Linked DNA regions of Mus musculus: region 2 is linked to region 1. Evidence: chromatin contacts called from public promoter capture Hi-C data. All regions are on one chromosome and are shown on one strand. Each heading gives the region's core, a stretch centred on a gene start, on an enhancer-like site or on the middle of the called end of the contact. The rest is flanking DNA. Distances are from core to core; before and after follow the strand shown.

The links. Promoter capture Hi-C pulls out the DNA fragments that hold promoters and counts their contacts.
Region 2: a contact with region 1 is called in a promoter capture Hi-C map of stem cell-derived epiblast-like cells, with 3 times the contacts expected there. The contact joins the promoter of Ccdc113 here to the promoter of Cngb1 in region 1. A contact is called at or near these places in 2 of 39 promoter capture datasets (hippocampal neurons and stem cell-derived epiblast-like cells) and 2 of 9 other capture datasets (adipose tissue and liver).

Annotation. Positions count from the first base shown.
Region 1 is chr8:95,303,919-95,308,604 of GRCm38.p6, forward strand. Cngb1 (cyclic nucleotide gated channel beta 1) reads right to left here and starts at 2,667. Exons shown (of 33, transcript NM_001195413.1): 1 at 2,614-2,667. It also overlaps the pseudogene Gm5359.
Region 2 is chr8:95,532,253-95,536,938 of GRCm38.p6, forward strand. Ccdc113 (coiled-coil domain containing 113) reads left to right here and starts at 1,848. Exons shown (of 9, transcript NM_172914.2): 1 at 1,848-2,020; 2 at 4,213-4,339. The coding sequence starts at 1,920.

The DNA.
Region 1 (4,686 bases), core at 1,417-3,916:
TACTGCACCCTGTCTTTTAAAATAATCCTGCAGTAGGGCTGGAGAGATGGCGCCAAGGTTAAGAGCACTTGCTGCTCTTCTAGATTTGATTTTCCATACATGTTTTACAGCACCCATGTCAAGCAGCTCATAAGCTCCTATAACTCCAGTTACAGGAGATCTAATACTTTCTTCTGGCCCGTGAGCCCCTAAACATACATGGACTACACACACATACACATTAAAAATAAATAGTTTTAAAAGTTTCTTCTACACACACACAGATACGCATTCTTGCCCCTGTGGTCTGAATTCCAGTATATGACACGTTCTGTATCATGTGTGACCTTTGAGCATGGCTCCTTTCACTGAGTATATGCATCTGGAATTCCTTTCTAAGGGTTCCTGTCACTAATTCATTTATTTCTATTAAGGAGTAGTAAGTATTCTATGGCATGGATTTTTGCATACCTTGCTTATCTGTTTCCAAGCTGAAGGAACTGTTTGCGGTGGGGGGGGGGGGGGGGTTCATATAAAGCATATATAAAAAATATTTCTTCAAATGTTATCGAAGGCTAGCTATTGAAAAGGATCTCAGTGTTCATCAGGGGTGAGGCCTGCATTAAATAGACTGTAATGCAGCCCATAACACAATATGCAGAAATGCTGGAAAGAAGACGCACATTCGTTGGAACAGGAGACACACACGTTCTAGCACTCTCGTGAGTCAGACTCCCTGTGTCTCTGTTTGCCTGCCTGCAGAGTGGGAGCACTGAAGCCTGTCATGGTGGCACCCACTTAAACTCCAGCACTTGAGTGGCAGAGGCAGAAGAATCCAGGCCAGCCAGCCTGAACTAACAAAAGCAAGAGACATCGAGAGTGCCTACCTTGTACGCAGAGTGTAAGAGAGTCAGGCATAACAGCCATTAAGAAAGCCCGGCATGGTGGCACATGCTTTTGATCCCAGCATTTGGGAGGCAGAGACAGGCAGATCTCTGCAAGTCCTGGGCCGGCTATACAGCTATATGGTGAAATGCTATCTCAAAACAAACAAAGCCAATCAAACAGAAACTGGTATAGGCAGCATTCTTAGACCAGTGACTGAGCCCTCACCACATCTGGAGTCATCTGTTCAGATATCATCTGCTGTCCAGTGACTGGCCCATGTTTCATAAAGGCTGGCCATGACTACAAGGACAGGTACTGAGTGTGAATACCAATTATGGAATATCATGTACTGCAGAAGCCCACAACAGAGAAGAAACACCAGTGACTTGTGGACAGAAAAATCTAAGATAACATTAGCCATGTGCTTTCATGCCAGTTGTTGGGAGGCAGAGGCAGGTAGATTTCTGTAACGCCATCATGCTTTACATAGCAAGGTCCAGACCAGCCAGAGCTACACAGTGAGACTTCTCTCAAAAATAAATTAAAAAATAAATAACCATACATCATTTTTTTTAGCTTTTAGAATAAAATACCAGTTGGACTTCCGTCATGGTTGGTGATGGCCAGTTTCTACCTTAAGCATGATATTAAGCACGTGGGGGAGCCAAGCTCCAAGAGACTGAATTCTTGCAGGATGGCCTGGCTCGGTGGTACGATCAAAGCTGACATGTACACAAGCCCAGGAAAGGCCACCCAGGACACAGACCTACCAAGGTTGTGCCTCTCTGTCTGTCTCTTCAAGGACCCTTAGAAAAATAGTAGCCCCATAGCCAGCTTCCCAGAGTTCATTGCCAGGCTGCTTGACCAACCCCTAACCTTGACCTCTGACCCAGCACTGGCTCAGCTTCTCCCAGAACAACCTCTACGAAAACAAAGCTTAAGCTTTGGAGGAACATCAGCCTACAGAAAATTAACTGGGGCCAGGGACAATCAATGGGTTCTTCTAGTCCTCTGCTGGCTTGGGGTGAGAACACAGCGACTTCCTCCCAAGGTCACACGTTGGGAATGGCAGAGCACACAGATCCCCGCCAGCTCCCAGCAGTCCTGAGAACCAGACCTGAAGAAAGCCCTCCTCCACACCTGGCTTCCACATCCCCTTGATAACACTCATTCTCCTGACAATCTTGCCTGCCCCCTACTCCCTGTAAGTGGGATATCCATTCTCAGGTCAATAGACTTGCCTAAGGGGACTCTGGCCAAGATAAGTATACTCTGAGATCTGCCCTTGGGTCCTGACTGCCTTCTCTTGACTTCTGCTGTAGTGGGCAGTGAACCTAGCTTGAATTTTTGAACTGTCTGGAGGTTATCTAGGCAAGCAGCCTCTTAGCCCAGTTTTTCCTTGACCGGAATCTGGAGGCCTGTCTTGCTGCCCTCCCACTTTGAAGGAAGAGAACCTGGAGGTAGCCACCCAGGAATCTGAAGTGTTAGACCACCAGGATTCTGAGAATCTTCTGGGAGAGCTGGAAAAAACAGATTCCTAGCCTCCCCCAAACCCTCTGGGGGTATCAAATCCACATTTCTCAGGTTGCGCTGGAGATAGCAAAGTCTAAGCCACAGGATAGAGTGTGGGGACCACGCATCATAGCTCTCCTGCCTGCTCTATTTATCACCTAAAAGCCCCGCTAAAAGCTGAGCGTGGTGATCCCCCAAGGAGTCCCACTGAGCCCCCATTTCATGTTGAGTTACCTGTTCAGATGTCAGCGGCTAGCCAGGAATTGCCTTCTCAGTGCCCCAGCAGCTGGCCTCTCAGACCCAGCCAGGATTAATTGGCACTAGATGGGCCGGGTGCAAAGGATTAGCATGTGCAGAATCGGGGGCAGGGTAGAAAGATGACTGGCACCCAGGGAAGCAAGCAGCAACCCCCACGGGTCCAGCAGTGTCCTAGACATAGGGCCCTTTGAGTTACTAGGGAACCTGCTCCAAGCCAGGATCTGTCTTCCCACAGAATGTGACAAAGCCAGAGAAAGGCTGCAGGACAACCAATAGCCAGGGTACCTGTGTGCTTCTGGGAGCCTCCTCAAGGTGACAGGAACCCATCAGCTCAGTCTGGGGGACAAGAGTGTGTCCTTCTCTCCTGCTCTGGTGCTGGGACTCAGTAGGATATCTGTGGCGGAGTCTTTAACAGCTTAAAGCATTATCACAAAAACCATTGGCCCGGGACAAGACCTTTAGCCAAAATCTGTATTAATCTACATTTCCAGAGAAGCAGAACCATGTGACCTGGGACAACTATGTCTTATGCCAAGCAAGGTGTTTTGTTTTGTTTTGTTTTGTTTTTGGATGCAAAGTATTTTATTTTTAAACTTGTAAAGTTGGAACACAAGATCGCCTGGTTTAGATGAGTTTCCGAGCTGAATGCACTTGCCTGGAGCTCAGTTTCTGGCTGATGAACAGTTCCTAATACCCTATGTGGGTGCCTACGTTCTGATCTGTGGGTGGTGAGCCGACCAGCGTCCGTCCGGCTGATAACGCCACTTTATGCCTTGGTAAGGGCTTAACAACCTTTAGGCATTGTTGTAGCCTTACACAGCCAGTGCTGCCCCGAATGTCTCCTGAGAAGCATAAAGCATGTACAAAAGGGTGTCCACTCCATCTCCCTCACTCTCAGAGACAGGTGTGGACACACTCACCATGCTGTGCCCATTCACCAGGAAGAAGAAGGCTTGGTTAGCATTGAGCTGCAAGCGCCGTCTAATTATCATGATGAGTTTGCTCATATTCACATGATCTGGAACTTGGTCTTGTCCAGGACGGGCAGCTGTTTCTCCCCCTTGTGTCGCTCTATAGTCACTGGGATCTTGGTGGGGTGCTGCTCCCGGATGAGCCGGACATCTTCCACTCTTTGTTCAAAGCTCTGGCGCTGCTTGAAGGTCTTCTCAGACGGCATATGGGGTGGGGTGGGGGTGGGGGTCCCAGATCAGACGATCTGGCTCCCATGACGATCACTTCCCTTGTGTCACCAATCAAGCTTATTAAGAAACAGTATCTTGGGCTGGAGAGGAGGCTCAGATGCTCTTCCCGAGATCCTACTGAGTCCCAGCATCAGGGCTGGGGATCAAGGACACACTTTTGTTCCTAACAACTACATCGTGGCTGAAGTGAAACTGGTTGAATGAAACTTACTTGTTTAGGGTTTCCACTGAAGCTCACTGTCCTATTACATCTGGGTTACTGTAATACAACACCTTAAATCAAGTGATTTACAAGTGACAGAAATGTACTGTTCGCTGCTGTCATAGAAGATCCAAGCAATAGAAGAGGTGGTCTCTGGGAAGTTCTTGTTCCTGGTAGGTGGTGATGTCTATGTGATATAGTCACTCCACGATTTGTTTCTGAGTCCTGGCCATGGGCACCAAGCTTGTCTCCACCTTTTGACTATAAACCACATGGCTCTGAAAATCTGCACGCAAGCCTTCAATGGCCCATGTTGACTTCTCTGCTTCCAAGGTAGGCTCTTCATATGAAGCAATTGTATTGTAAATTGCTTTGTCTTGTCTGGGTTTTTCAGAGACAGGATGTTGCTAAAATTCCCTTCCTGGAGGAAACAAAAACAATTTGTACTCCTCTTCTTCCAAGGTGCCAGTGACAATCCCAGGTACAATTCCACAAGCTCACCCTGGGGGACCAGTGAGTTCGTCAGACTTACAAAACACGGGTGAGGGGTTAATTCTGGAGTGGAGCTCCTCCCCTAAGAGTCTACACCAGAAAGTCTTTACCCAGCAAGGATGAAGACCTTTTATAGTTCGATAGAAGGAGCTA
Region 2 (4,686 bases), core at 598-3,097, 230 kb after region 1:
ATGAAAAGCTAAGAATGAAAACCAGCCACAGGCGGGCTTCGTCAATCTGCATCAGACTTGGGGAAAATCTAATTTCAGTTGATTCATTGTCAGCCTATTTAAAACAGAGTACAGCCTGGGAAAAGGTTTCCAGGCAACAGTGGTCCAATCAGTCCAATTCCAGGTGCACAATAAGCCTTAAGGTGTGTCTTTATAGAAACGCCTTTATAAAGGGCACGTGACCAAGAGGGTGGGTCCTATAACTAAAAGCCCTAGAATTGGGCTGGGGGAATGGCTTAGTGGTTAATAACACTTGCTGTTCTTCCAGAGGTCCCAGGTTCAATTCCTAGCACCCATAGTGCAGCTCACAACTGTCTGTAACTCACCTTCCACGGGATCCAACATGCTCACACAGGCAATCATTGAGACAAAACACCACTGCACATGAAGTAAAAATAAAGAAAATAAAGAAAAAGCCTAGAATCTACTGCGGTCTCTGACTTCTAGTCTCGAGAGGGCAGAGTCTGGGATAATCATTCTGGGGAATTTGGAGGAGGTCTGCCTCTATAGCAAAAGTGTGTGGGGGGTCTGCCTCTATAGCAAAAGGGGTGAGGTCTGCCTCCACAGACCGCAAAAAGATCACCAGGTCATTAACAAGATCCACTCTCAGCTTTCTGGATGGAATGCAGGTGTTTTTGTCTCCTCCATTAAGGATACTCTCCTGCCTGATTAACATTCCTGGTTCTCTTCTCTGTGAGTACAAGGACCTCCGTGGCCCCAGCACTAACCAATGCTGGGATCCCATGATGGTACGCACACTCAGCTTGGTTGTGTGCACATGTTATCTTAACCACCTTTAAGTGTACCCAAAAGTGCTGTTGCTGTCGCTATCCCAGCCTGTAACTTGTTTGGGTTTCTGATATCTCATTAAAGGGCCCAAATTGGGCTGGTGAGATGGCTCAGTGGTTAAGAGCACCGACTGCTCTTCCAAAGGTCCTGAGTTCAAATCCCAGCAACCACGTGGTGGCTCACAACCATCCTTAACAAAATCTGATGCCCTCTTCTGGAGTGTCTGAATGTACTTACATATAATAAATAAATAAATAAATAAATAAAACTTTTTTAAAAAAGGGCCCAAATTGCCCCACATTACCCCAAAACACTAAAGACACACGACACCTTTAGGAACTTGTCTTGATACCTATTTTAAAAACTTAGTCAGGGGCTGGTGAGATGGCTCAGACTGCTCTTCCGAAGGTCAGGAGTTCAAATCCTAGCAACCACATGGTGGCTCACAACCATCCGATCACGAGATCTGACTCCCTCTTCTGGAGTGTCTGAAGACAGCTACAGTGTACTTACATATAATAAATAAATAAATAAATAAATAAAATCTTAAAAAAAAACTAGTCAGTTTCTCTTTCTCTTCGAGTAATGCAGTTCGAGTTGCAGTAAATGAAATGCAGTAAATGAAAAAACTGCAGCTTCCGTGTGAGGCAATGACCACAGATTAGAATCCTCACTACACCACGGGGCAGAGACTTATGCGAGTCGCTGCTAGCTTTCTGGACCTACGGTTTCTGGCTAGGAGGATGAATAGTTTTTTTTTTTTAACAGGGTCCATGCAAAGATTTGCGTGAAATAAGCTTAACATGATGCCAAGGACCGAGAAGACATTGGGCAAACCGGAGCTGTTGTTGTGACTTCCAACTGAAGAGCGATTCTCAGAACAGTGAGATGGATTAGGCATCTGAGTAGGCAGGCAGGCAAGCAGGCAGCTTTGCTCGATCTCCACCGCGAGGTGCAAGGGAGGGGCCGCATCACCCAAAGCCCCACCCCTATAAACAGCGTTCAGTTGTCTAGGCAACGCGCCTCAGGGTCGCGGCCGAAGTGAAGCGGGACAGCTTACTGAAGGCTCTCAAAGCACCCTAGGCTGAGTGATGTCTGAGGAAGACTCGGACAGCGTGATCACTGACTCCCAGGCGGAGGAGGAAGGCGAGCTGCCAGTCATCCAACTGTGCGGGCTGGTAGAGGAGCTCAGGTACTGGCACCGTGAGGGCGCCATGAGTCTCTGAGGCCTGGGCTGTAGTTTGCAGACTACTCATATCTACGCAGAGCCCCGCGGGCACACATCGCATTACAGTGGAGAAAGAACTTGTGTTTGCCTAGTTAGCTTTGCTGCTTGCCTGCTCCTGAACTGACAAGCCACTGATGGAACCCGGACAGGGTGGAGGGGCAAGGGAGCCGTTGGCCTTGAAAAGATCAGACAGGATTTAGTGAAGCTAGCGCTTTGGCTTGGTGTCTTCCTGGTGCTGGGAAGCCGCCTTCGAAGTCTATATCAGGTAGCCTCCTAAGCCGGTTTCCAAAGTTAGTATTAAGATAAACATTAACATGGCGGCGGAGTGAAAACTAAGCTATTGAAATGATTTGCTTGGGGCCTTGTGGGCTGAATAAGGATTTAGGCGTGGAGATGGACTGAGGAATGATTGGCTCAGGGCTTTGTATTTTCCACAGTCTGTTTTCCATCTTCCACAGTGGGTTATCTGGATATGAGGATTCCATAATGTAGATGAGAGTCAGTGTACAATGTATTGATATTATACAGTATTCTGTTTCCAGCGGCCAGAAGAGGTGTTGGTTCCATACATCTGTAAATAGTTCATACCAGAGTGGAGGGATTATTACTAATTACCATTGTGAGTGTCTGTCATATACCATGATCTTGTATGTGAAACAGCCATCCCCAGAGGTACATGTTTTGTGAAGTTTCCTTGTGAGTGTCTATAACTGCCAGTCTTGTATATCGGCCGGCCATCTTAAGAGAGAAACGCATTCTGAAGTTTTCTTCCTTAAGATCCTGCATCAGAGATTCAGACCCGGGCCCATGGAAGGCTCCACCGAGAATACAATATGTGCTGAAAAGACAAGACGTAATGGCTTTCCTGTTTTCTATTTGGCTTCTGTACTAATCTCATAATTTAGGAATTAGTTTAACAGTATGTGTAGGTCTCAATGTCACCCTCTTTCGTACATATGTATGTGAGTATGTGCATGCAGTGAAAGGGGAAAGTTTTGGAACTGGAGATATAGCTTTAGCCCCTGCCTAGTATTCACAGGGCTATGGGTTCAATCCCAGTACCCACCTCCCCCTCCACAACACACATTAAAGTTGGGCATGGTGGCTCGCACCTTTAGTGCCAGCGCCAGTGAGGTAGGTGGAGTTTTGTGAATTCAAAGTCAGCCTTGGTATACTATGACCAAAGCAACTTAAAGAAGAAAGCATTTAATTTAGGGACTTACTGAGCCAGAGGGTTAGAGTTCATGATGATGATGGTGGGAAGAATGGCAGTAGACAGGCAGACATGGAGCTGAGAGCATTCATCTGACACACAAGTACAAGGCAGAGAGCAAGTGGTGACTATGAATGGCCTAGGCTTTTGAAACCTCAACGCCCACCCCCCAATGACACACCTCTTCCAACAGCGTCACACCTCCCAATCCTTCCCAAACAGTTCCACTAGCTGGAGACTAACCATTCAAATACGTGAGCGTAAGGGGGTCATCTCATTCAAATCATCACACCCTGCCTCTAAACAAACAAACAAACAAACAAACATAAAAGGCAAGATATATATATATATATATATATATATATATATGAGAAGTAGTTACAAAGTCCATAATCTTGGCATATACAAGACAAGCTAGATATGTTATCTCTGCTTGTTTAAAAACCACTGCTCAAATATGTCTTCCGTTTATGATAAACATGCAATGGAATTTCTAGACTGGAGGCTGGTGGTAAAAGAACAGAGAACCACAAGGCAAGGGAAGTATCTAGAGATGGTCGGTGGGTGTGGATAGCCTCAAGAGTGTGGCCATTCAGAAGAACCTTTACAAATGAGTTAGATGACATCTGAAGATGACAGCAACTGTCATCAGTAGAACAGCAGCACTCTGAATCTTGTGGCTTCTTAGACTCAATAGCCAAGAGATCTAAGATACTCTAGCAGAACTACGTGGCCCAAAGCTGACCTCAGGCCACAGAACCCCACGCCACTACCCTTAAAGAAAGGTGATGTTATTATACCTGTTGTATAGGTGAAGGTGAAGAAAGGAAGGTACCAGGAACACCTGTGTCTTACAGGCCATGGGTGGCCAATGATGCACTAAATACTGATTATTTGGGGGGTGCTATTCACAGAAGTCACTTATGTGCCTTGTATCTTGCAGCTATGGAAACTCTGCTCTCAAAACAGAAACAGAGATGTTCGAGAAATATTACTCTAGACTGGAACCCAGGGACCACCGAATGACACGGTTGTCAGATATTAAAATAACAGCAGCAGAATTTTCACAGGTACACGATGAAAGGTGAACAGGACTTCATCCTGTTGGCCTCCATAAATGCATATTGTGTGTGTGTGTGTGTGGCTACCTTAGTCATGTCTTCTTGGGTCAAATGGCCATAGCATTTCCTCTCTTCTATTTTCTGATTATTTCTTCCTTTCTAGTTTCTTTCACGTGAGGAATCCCATTCAGTTAGTAGCAGACTCTTTCTGGATACCTTAATTTATATGGGTGAATTCCTTGCAGGTTAGTAGGGTGGCACACACCTGTGATCCCAGCACTTGGGAGGTCAAGGAAGGAAGGGCACAGAGTTTGAGGTCAGCTACATAATTTGACCATGTCTCAAACAAAAACCCA